2 separate regions of the Manis pentadactyla genome follow, and region 1 is linked to region 2. Evidence: chromatin contacts called from public Hi-C data. All regions are on one chromosome and are shown on one strand. Each heading gives the region's core, a stretch centred on a gene start, on an enhancer-like site or on the middle of the called end of the contact. The rest is flanking DNA. Distances are from core to core; before and after follow the strand shown. Region 1 holds the start of ENSA (endosulfine alpha). Region 2 holds the start of TARS2 (threonyl-tRNA synthetase 2, mitochondrial).

Region 1 (5,001 bases), core at 1,881-4,380, 140 kb after region 2:
GACAGCCTGCTCACACCTGACTTGCCTACAGCAAGGCAGACTGCAAATCAGCACCACATCAGCACCTGTGACTAAGACTCAGAAACCAGGGTTCTTCACAGGGACCTGTTTCACTCAGAGCAACACACTCTAGCTGAGTGACCTACAGTCCCTTAGTCAGCTTTACGTACCTCTGGGGACTGAGACACCTGAGCAGGAGCTAGGTGGCTATGAAGGCAGACTCTCCCTTGGTGAGGAGGACCACTTTGGACAAGAAAAATAAGTCTTCAGGGAGTACAGTTAATGGCTGGTCCTAACTTCAAGGGTCTGAAGAAATCTATTCATTTCAGGTTGGAAAAATCTGTAGGACAGATGGTTTGTTCCTTTTCTGAAATGACGTACCCTAAAATGTAGCTCTAATCCTAAAAAATTTAGTTCCTAAAACTCTCACCATCCAAATTGGCAAATGACTACCAGTCAGCATTCCAGTCTCTAAAATCCTTCCTTTCTTTATTCCCCTCCCAATATCCCCACACCTCAAAGCCCCTACATTAAGCTGTAATATCTTATATGGGCAATCAGAAGATAACTGATACCGTATCAGGGATTTACAATAATTTGCTTTGTTTTTTACAAGTTCCTAATTCCACCTTTCTACTGCTCAGCAACACAACATCCAGATGAGAATTCAGAACTTCCACAGATCTCATCCCTAAAGTCTCCTTTGGTTCCAGAGTAAGAAAGTAAAGAGATTGTGCCCCATACCCCTTTCTGAAGCCTCTTCATGAGGAAGTCAGATCCACCAGGCTTTTGTCCTAGGCTTGGATATTTGGCCTTTAGCTTTGCCTCTTCAGCTCTCTCAGGGAGAATACCTTCTTTCTCCTGTGTGTCCTACAGGAAACAAATGGACCAATAAAATTAATGACTGAGAAGAAACTGCTTCTAATACCTAATAAACATGTATACTACCAACTTTCCCTGAAGATCCACCCACTTGGAAACACGCTATTTCCACTCTGCTCTTATATAAAGCTGGACCTTTGTTCAAATCCCTAAAGCTTAAGATGACTGTATTGTGAGAAGAAAAAGACAAGCTAGTTTTCACACGATGCCCAGGGAACCACCTCCATGATGTGAGTATTGGGTTAAAGGTAATAACTAAATACAATACTTGAATCAGAATGAGCCACAGCTCACTCAGCACAGAAGCTAGGAAAGAAAACAAGAGGGAAGAGCTAGCCAGAACTTCTGATGATACAAGATGAGTAGGAAAGCTAACACACAGTACAGGTAAATGGGAAATCAAAAAGGATAATTCTGCTGAAATGTTCCCTCCTTACTCAAGAGTGTAAGATAGTCATCTGATAAGTCTCTGTGGAGGAAGCTACAGCTACGTGGTCTCCAAAAACACTCCACCTCAGTAATCGGACAAAGTTGCTTTAGTATTTCCACAAACATTATGGTAGGAAGATGACAGGTAAACAGATGGAAAGGACACTGTTTCTAACCTCGGGAGAATTGAGATACAGTATGTTCACTAGTATTTACCCAGTTTTTTTTTTGGTATCATTAATGTAAAATTACATGAGCAACATTATGGTTACTAGACTCCCCTCATTATCAAGTTCCCACCACATACCCAAATTTACAGTCACTGTCCATCAGCGTAGTAAGATGCTATAGAATCACTACCTGTCTTCTCTGTGTTGCACTGCCCTTCCTGTGCCCCAGTCTCTACATTATGTGTGCTAATTGTAATGCCCCCTTATCCTCCTTCTCCCTCCCTTCCCACCCATCCTCCCCAGTCCCTTTCCCTTTGGTAACTGTTGGTCCATTCTTGGGTTCTGTGATTCTGCTGCTGTTTTGTTTCTTCAGTTTATTCTTAGTTTTTATACTCCACAGATGAGTAAAATCATCTGATACTTGCCTTTTTCTGCCTGGCTTATTTCACTGAGCATAATACCCTCTAGCTCCATCCATGTTGTTGCAAATGGTAGGATTTGTTTTCTTCTTATGGCTGAATAATATTCCATTGTGTATATGTACCACATCTTCTTTATCCATTCATCTACTGATGGACACTTAGGTTGCTTTCATTTCTTGGCTATTGTAAATAGTGCTGCGATATACATAGGTATTACCCAGTTTTTACCAAAAAGTCAACACCTTCCCAGTGGGGCAAGTGATGAAAGTTTGGGTAACAGCCAGGAGCTCAACTCGCTTGCAGAGGCTTTCACTGGTGGTGGTATTCTCTTCTTGCTTTTTGTGGGCCCTGCTGCCCTTTAGTAATTTTTGAAAAGGACCTAAACCCAGTAAGAAGTGGATTTCGGGTGTTTTCATCACATAATTGCAGGTGAGCTTAGTACGACCACTTGCCTTGGATGTCCTGGGGGAATAAGGTGGCGTCTTTCTTGTCACGACGCTCCCGGTGTCTTTCTAGGTTTAACCTCCATTATTCTGTATGGAACTCTAGCCCTCTACAATCCTGTTCGGTCCTCACTGAAGGTGGGCAACAGACCAACCCCAACCGTCAAAACAGATCTCTTGAGAAAGCTGCAGCCTTAAACTAACCATAATAATAATTTCTCTTCTCCCTACCCCCAAGTGCTGGTCCTTTGTAAAATTCTTTACCTCGACGTGTATCTTTCTGAGGACTCAGGATGCTGACCGTAGCCTGGTTGTCCGGTCATTAACACATACTAACCAAGAACACACACTGCATCTTGGGACCACCACCCCCTTTCATTCACTCAGTTTTTCCAAACACCCGCCCTGCGCCCAAGCTCGGCCAATTAGAGCACAACTTAAGTCTGCCTGCGTGACGTATGAAGTAGCCAACCCCTGCAGGACCTGAGACAATGGCGACCAATTCGCAGCGGTGGGAGACCGACTGCCGCCCCATCACGGTCGCCCCCTGCTCGCAGCCCGCACCCCCTCCATTTCACCTGCTTCTCCTCGCCGGTCTCCTCCGCAGGGTTCTCCTCTTCTTGTTTCTGGGACATGGCGGGGCCGGGGCTGTGGCGTGTAGGGGGCCCGGGAAGTCAAACGGAGAAGGGAAGGGGGAGGGGAAACGGGGACAACCTGCGCGGCTGCTTCGGCTCCTGTCACTAAGGTTGCTCTGTCAAAATGGCGGCTCCTGCGTGTGACGCCGCGGCCGCCCTTTCCATTGGGAGCCAATGGAAGTGGGGTAGATGCTGCAATGACGTAACGACCTACCAATAATTGCCGGCTAAAGGCGGGAGGGAGGCGACGGGCAAGCTGGAACACCAGTCTAGAAAGAGCGTGAGCCACAAGGGCCAATTGGAAGCCCATGGGAGATGTGGGGGCGGCACTGCTAAGCTTTGGCAATTTTGCCCAATGGTGGTGGCGTCAGACCTCTGACACCACTCTCGGTTCCCTGGCAGGCGTTGCCGAGTTTCAAACGGGAGTTAAAGGATGTACGCATTTTATTTCAAGGTGGAGAGGATTAAGCCTTGGGCATTGTTAGCAGAAAATGGTCGATCTTAAATAATTTGGAAGTGAGAATGGACTTTAAAGTGATACTCAACGACATTCCAATGTGTCATTTGGTTTGCGGAAAGGAGAGACTTGAGTCCTCAATCCGAGTCATTTCGCAGAACACAAATAGCATACGTTCTATGATTTAACTTAATCTTAAAGACACTGTTATACTTACTTGTTAGGGGTCATACCATGAAGACAAAGCTCCTTGAAACAGCACAGTTCTAAGTATATGGTAAACATTTAGTAAATTGTTAACACTAGTTAACCAATCTGGAGTCACAGTACAATATTTCCATAAGGGTCTGTTTGTAGATGGTACTGTATTAATTTTACAGGGGATATTTGGATAGTAAGGCAGTCTCTGCCTTTCGGAAGCTTATTAGTGGGCGTTGGAGCTGAGGTTGGAGGGGGTCATTCATAGTGTGCCAGGAGTACCCCGAATCCCCAAAATTAAATCGACACATTGTCCTGGAGTGGTAGCCATGGCATTTTTCATATTTAAAAAGTCTACTAGTAATAACAGTGCAAAATTCATATTAAATTTTAATTTTCCAGGCAATGTGTTGTAACAAATAACCTTGGGGCTATCTGTTCTTTTTTCTGTGTAATTAGAAATTTTCTGTATAATCCTTTTCTAATAGAGAAATTTGACAAACACTGGGATACACAGATTATTATCATAAAAGGAAAAATCTGATTAGCATTGAAATAAAAGTGTTAATAAAGGGCTACACGGGTTCAAATGAAGGCTCATATTCAGTATGGGGTCCAAAAGAAGACTTTGTGTCAGAGGTGGTTGTAAGTCCGCAGAGAGGAAATCCTGGGGCAAAATACCTCTGAAAATGGAAATCAGTCAAAGGGAGAAATAAAGTTTAAAATTCAATTATTGTTTACAAACTGCAGTCTGGGCCCCTCTCTCTTTCCTGCTCCAGAAGAAGTACCCTCTCAGGTACAGATAAGCCCTCCATGCCCAGGTAATTACCCATTGATATGGAGATGAACTTCTCTCCACCCCTGAGGAATGATGCAAATGTACTAAAGCCATACTTCTTTCCACATCTGAATGCCTATTGATATGCAGATGTACTAAAGCCAGGCGAGATATTCTGGAAACACTACAATTTTACCCACAGGCCACCCCTCTAGAAATCTCGCCTTATAATTTACTCATTCTCCCTCTTCCAACCAATCTAATAACATATAATAGCAACAGCAATAAAATCATAATAATCCTCAAGCCAGAGGATTCAGCCTATGCAGATTAAGTAAATGTACTTTACAGCACAATCTTTCACTAAGCACAAAATGTTTCTACACTTGTTCATTCATTCCTAACAACTATGCTAGATTACTCACAAACTTTTGCCAGACATTAGACAAAGTCAAGCCTCTCTTTAAGCACTTTTTTCTTGACAAGAGCAACACAATCATGATAACTCTCAAACCAGAGGATTCAGCTAGGTTCAAAGTCCCATGCAGATTAAGTCCAAAGCTCATCCATTCCAGCTGTCACATGTC
Region 2 (5,345 bases), core at 874-3,373:
GAGGCAGTATGGCACGGCATAACACTGGCTGGGGATTCAGATTGACAGGAGCTTGACTTCTCTGAGGGTCATTTTCCATTTTAGAGGGAACAGGAGGAGCTAGTATTTGTCAGGGTTGTTCTCGGAATGGGGCAGCGAAGGCATAGCGCTTGGCATGTAGTCAAGTGTTCAGTGATATTCTGGGTGGCAGGTAAGAGCAGTTTTAAGAGGTTAACGGGTTAAAATTCCCTGAGGCTGACATACTAGTCGTAAATGAGAAGTTGTAAAAGAACCAGTGATTAATGAATTGGCCTTAGCTAGCTTGCTGTTCCTTGCTGGCTGCTTGCCTGACAGAGGGGGAGGAATGGAATAACTTGACATTCTTCCTTCCTCCACTGTAACAGTTACTTAGGTGATAATGTAGTAGGTGATATGCACCCCCTGAGTACTCGGTTTGGGGTACTGAGTACTCAGTACAGAATAAGCATTTAGTAAACATTTTGAGGGATGAGTGCAGGAAGCTGCCCTAACAGGGTAGCCTACTTATTCCACCATCCCTCTACTATCCTAACAAAAGAGGACAAGGTAGAATGATTAAAGAATCTGTGTGTCAGTATACGTATTTCTTGTAGTTTTAAGTCAGTACAGTGATTGGTACATTCTTAATTCAATACTTACTTATTAAGCAACTGCCATTTTGTTACCTGCAATATAATGCTCACCCTCTATTTTGTTGCAGAGACATGGGGAAAATTCTTGTTGTCACACTTTCTGAATGCCATTTAAAAATTCTCACTACCTTCTCTTCAACCCCACCACGAGTTATCTTCCTCTACCACAGTCTTGTCTATTTCTGTTTGTATTGCAGGGTGTCTTAACATACCAAGACATGGAGCCAAGACTCAGAGTGGTGCCTGTGACTCAGGTCAACTGCTGCCTTTCCCAGAAAGAACCGCTGGCCTCTGGAAATCTAATAGATTAAACAGCTTTCTCTGACAGCTCTTCCTCCACAGTTCTTGATTCCATCACCATTGGAAACTTGAGAACCAACTCTAACCATCCCCAACCCCAGGTGAGGGGACTAAGGGGAGTTACTGAAAAATGTCACACCTGCCCCCAAGTCCATTTCCCCTCATATTTTACTGTAAATCTGATAGTGTTTCAATTTTTACTGTGTAAAATAAATATACCTAGTCATGTGTCCTAGGTATTTTCAGGGAGAGAGAAGAGAAGGGATAAAAGAAATTGAGAACTAGGATGGGAATGAGGCAAAAGTTTTGTGTAGGAAGCAGAGAGCTAAGATTGTAGGGTCAGGTGCCTCTTTCTGAAGTGACGGGGGCATATATTGGGAGGAAACTCGATTACCAGAGAAAGCATGGTGTAGTAGAAGAGTACAAGACCTGGATTCAGGATCAAGCATCAGCACTATTGTTTGATCTTAAGTCACTTAACCCTCTCTCGCCTTAAATTCCTCATCTGTAAGATGAAGAGGTCTCTAAGGCCCCTCTTAAGTACCATTAGAAATAAGGGACTTCAAGAAGTGCTCTCTGCAGAGTCTTTGCTCCAGCCCCAAAGCTGTTCTATTCATCTATTCTAAGAGCTTGTCGATTTTGTTGCTCATTACCCTACACCACGCAATAAATCAGATTATTTACATGAAACTAACCTCAACCTCAAGTGATACTGTTGTTATTCTCATTTTATAGATGAGAAAATTAAATCTTAGACCAAAATTAATCTACCCAAAATTACATAGTGAATGGCAAATCAGGATTTACACTAAGTCAGTCTGGCTTCAGTCTGTGCTTTTACCTGTTTTCTACAAACAGCAAAGACTAGGTAATAGAAAATCTAAGGTTAAAAGGAAATGACTAAGTGCCTTTTTCGGTCTGTTTTTCTCCACTCCCACTCTCACGCTCCGGAGTTTTCCTACCCCTGTCCTTAAACTGCAGGACATCTTGCTGCTGCTTTTGGGCTGCACCTGCAGGTCGAGGGAATGCCGGGGTGTGTAACAGTTTAGGTCTTCCGGTCAACCGGAACCTCCTACACCGCTGCTTGTGCTGTGTGGAGTGTACCTCTTCCGAGTTCCTGGAAGTGGTCCCAGATTAGAGTGGCAGCTCTAGTAACCAATAGACATGGGTATTGTCGGGCCAGAAACCAATTGAGGAATCTGGTGAAGCAGACGCGACGATTAATTTGAGGATGTAGGCATGAGTCTGAAGGAACATGGGGCTGTATCAGCGGTGGCGGCGGCTCCGGTTCCCAGGGTTACAAACCTGCAGGCTACACACGGACCGTAAGGTACCCCAAAGTTACGAACGGCATCGGGCTCAACCCAGCATGACACTCCCTGCCCCCGCCCTGAGTACCCGGACTCGACTACCCTAGCCCTTAGTTGCATCATCTTTTTCCTGGGGTCAACAGCCTGGGGATCGTCGGGCTCCCCGCCTAGGGCCCTGTGTTACCCAATCCTCTTAAGAGTGGGGATTGGGACCAAGGCCACTTAAATGACCTCATCTCCCACCATCCCCAGTCCCAGGAAGGAATGCTGGGACCTATGTCACCTAACATCTTTCCTGCCAGGCTGTGCGTACGCCTCCACACTGGTTAGCAGAGCGGCTTAGCCTTTTTGAGGAGCTATGGGCTGCTCAAGTAAAGAGATTAGCAAGCATGGCACAGAAGGAACACCGGACTATTAAAATAACACTTGCTGGAGGCCAGAAAATGGATGCTGTAGCATGGAACACAACTCCTTACCAACTAGCCCAGCAGATCAGGTACGAGACCCATTTCATAGCTACCAGGGTGATTATTCTACCATTGTACTTATTTGGACTTCATCAGGGAAAGAAAATTATGCTTGTTTCTATTCCATCCCCATTAATATAGTCTTTTCCTGAGGGTCCTGCATTAGTTTTTATCTGCATTAGTTTCAGAGTCTTTGCCCTTCCTCTGTTATCTTTTGGGAAAAGAATGGTAGGTTGTATTGCTGTGGTAACACCTTTCCCCTTTGCAAGTTTGGAGTTGCTAAGAGATTAGTCCTCTTCCCCTGTGGATTGTAAATGGTCTTTTTCTTTATCTCCCATCGTCCACTGCTGAAGTTCACCTCTGGCAGATACTGCAGTTGCTGCTCAAGTGAATGGAGAACCTTATGATCTGGAGCGGCCCTTGGAGACCGATTCTGACATCAGATTTCTGACATTCGATTCCACAGAGGGAAAAGCAGTAAGTTCCTTTTCAGGAATACAGTGTCTACTAAACTAAGAGGTATTGAAGTAGGGCATTTCTAGTATTTATTTCTTTTGCCTCACTTTCTCCAGTTGTAATAGGGAGGAAAACCTACCACAGATGGCTTGTCTTGACTACTTGTGGCTAAGCTGGAAATTTAAGATGAAGGTTTTTACTTAGTTTAGATCTATTAAGCAGACATCATTTGTGCTAGTGAAAGGGAGAGATGGTAAGTTGAAAACAGGATAATGTTAATATGCCGACTCAGTGCCCCACCTTGAGACCTTCATTATAAATCAACTTTAGTGTATTTAATTCTAATCTGGCTTCCACAGCTGAGCACACAACCTGGCCTCCTCCCCATGTCACCTTGTCCTCTTCTTGTCAGTTTGGGTAATGCAGACATCATCTGTTAGTATCCAGAAAAAATTAAGTTCTCATTTCACCTATGTGTAAGTGGTGACCAAATCCTACAGGAGTAGTTGCATCACACTAGATTCCTAGGATAGAAAAAAAAATAGGACTAAAAGAACAGAGCCCTTAGGAACCACTGTCTTCAGAAATTAGTTTACTCTGAAGCCCTAAAAGGGGATGTTAGGAGCAGCAAAAGACAACTGGCTGGTTTCCTACTTTTAGGCTGCAGGACCAGGAAGCACTGAGGAGTGGGGCTACAAGCTGCTGTCTTCAGTACACTACTCTTACTGGCCTGTTGCTTTCTTTTCTGTTCTTTTGGTCACTGTCAAGGTCAGGTTCCCCATTTTGTGAAAGTTATTCCTAAAAGAGTCATATTGGTTTCATACCAGCTTCTCTGAGGCAAGGATCAGCAAACTGGAGGTTAAAGAAGAATGTTATGAACTCATGAACTCCTTTCTTGTGAACCCAGGTATTCTGGCACTCCAGCAGCCATGTCTTGGGGGCAGCAGCTGAACAATTCCTAGGTGCTATACTCTGCCAAGGTCCGAGTACAGAATGTGGCTTCTATCATGATTTCTTCCTGGGAAAGGAACGGTGAGTAGCCAAGGAAGGAAGAGAATGATTCTGGGATGGTTTAATTTTTAGATATTTCACGATATCTTATTTTACTTTTAAATTTTTTGAAGTACAATTGACAAAATTGTAATGATACTTAAAGTGTACGATGTGAAAATTTGATACGTTTTCATTGTGAAAGGATTCCCACAATTGAGTTAACACTTTCATCGTCTCATTTTTTCTTTTTTGAGAGTGCATAAGATTTACTCTCTGATCAGATTTCAATTTTACAATACAGGATTATCAATTATAGTCATCATATTGTACATTAGCTCCTCAGATCTAATTCATTTTGTAATTTAGAATGTGTACCATTTTACTAGGTGATTTCTGGGCCCTTTTCTGGGGCCTTGGGCATGTTTCATTTGAAAGAGAAGCTGGGGTTGAGGGTCTCTCCAGGCCTTATCTAGGACATTGGTACCACCTACAACACTAGTCCATGTCTTTCCTCTTCTAATTCTGCTTGAAACTTACCTTCTCTACCTTTATGAATCCTCCAACTTTTACTTCACCCCTTATTACTCTTGCTCTAATTTTGTCCATCCAGACTGCCTGCACTCAACTTCTAATTTCATGCATAGAGCTTTTTTGTTCCAATTATAAAATTTGTGCCTGATTTCCTATTTATATTTTCTCTTAGTTTGTCTGTTTTTGCCAATAATTCTAGATGTTTCTGGAGGGCAGGATTTCACCCCCTAGCCAATAGGTTTGTCACGCAGGTGATGCTTCTTAGAGGATGCAAGCCAACCAACTCTCATATTTCCAGAACAGTCCGGGGCTTAGAGCTGCCAGTTTTGGAGAGGATTTGCCAGGAATTTGCAGCTGCTGCTCAACCTTTCCGGAGGCTAGAGGCTTCCCAGGATGAGCTTCGCCAGCTTTTCAAGGTGGGGAGAAGATGCCAAGTTTAAGAGGAAAATTGAGAGGCATGAGGGAAAGGATGATTCTTTCCCAGGACATCTTTAAGGAAATAAAAACTTATCTTCACTCTTCCCTTCTTTCAGGATAACCCCTTTAAGCTTCGCCTGATCGAGAAGAAAGTGACAGGTCCAACAGCAACAGTGTATGGGTAAGAGTTGTCAAAGTTGAGAGAAACAGAGAGAGGTGGA

The links. Hi-C and Micro-C count contacts between places; a contact is called where the count stands out from the background.
Region 1: a contact with region 2 is called in a Hi-C map of skin fibroblasts, with 3 times the contacts expected there. The contact joins the promoter of ENSA here to the promoter of TARS2 in region 2. A contact is called at or near these places in 2 of 3 Hi-C or Micro-C datasets (fibroblasts and skin fibroblasts).

What each region holds. Positions count from the first base shown.
Region 1 is chr4:111,594,042-111,599,042 of mManPen7.hap1, forward strand. ENSA (endosulfine alpha) reads right to left here and starts at 3,131. Exons shown (of 4, transcript XM_036905238.2): 1 at 2,925-3,131; 2 at 745-870. The coding sequence starts at 2,981.
Region 2 is chr4:111,451,747-111,457,091 of mManPen7.hap1, forward strand. It overlaps TARS2 (threonyl-tRNA synthetase 2, mitochondrial), which reads left to right and starts at 2,124. Exons shown (of 19, transcript XR_005028779.2): 1 at 2,124-2,280; 2 at 2,563-2,756; 3 at 3,081-3,204; 4 at 4,091-4,215; 5 at 5,006-5,123; 6 at 5,241-5,305.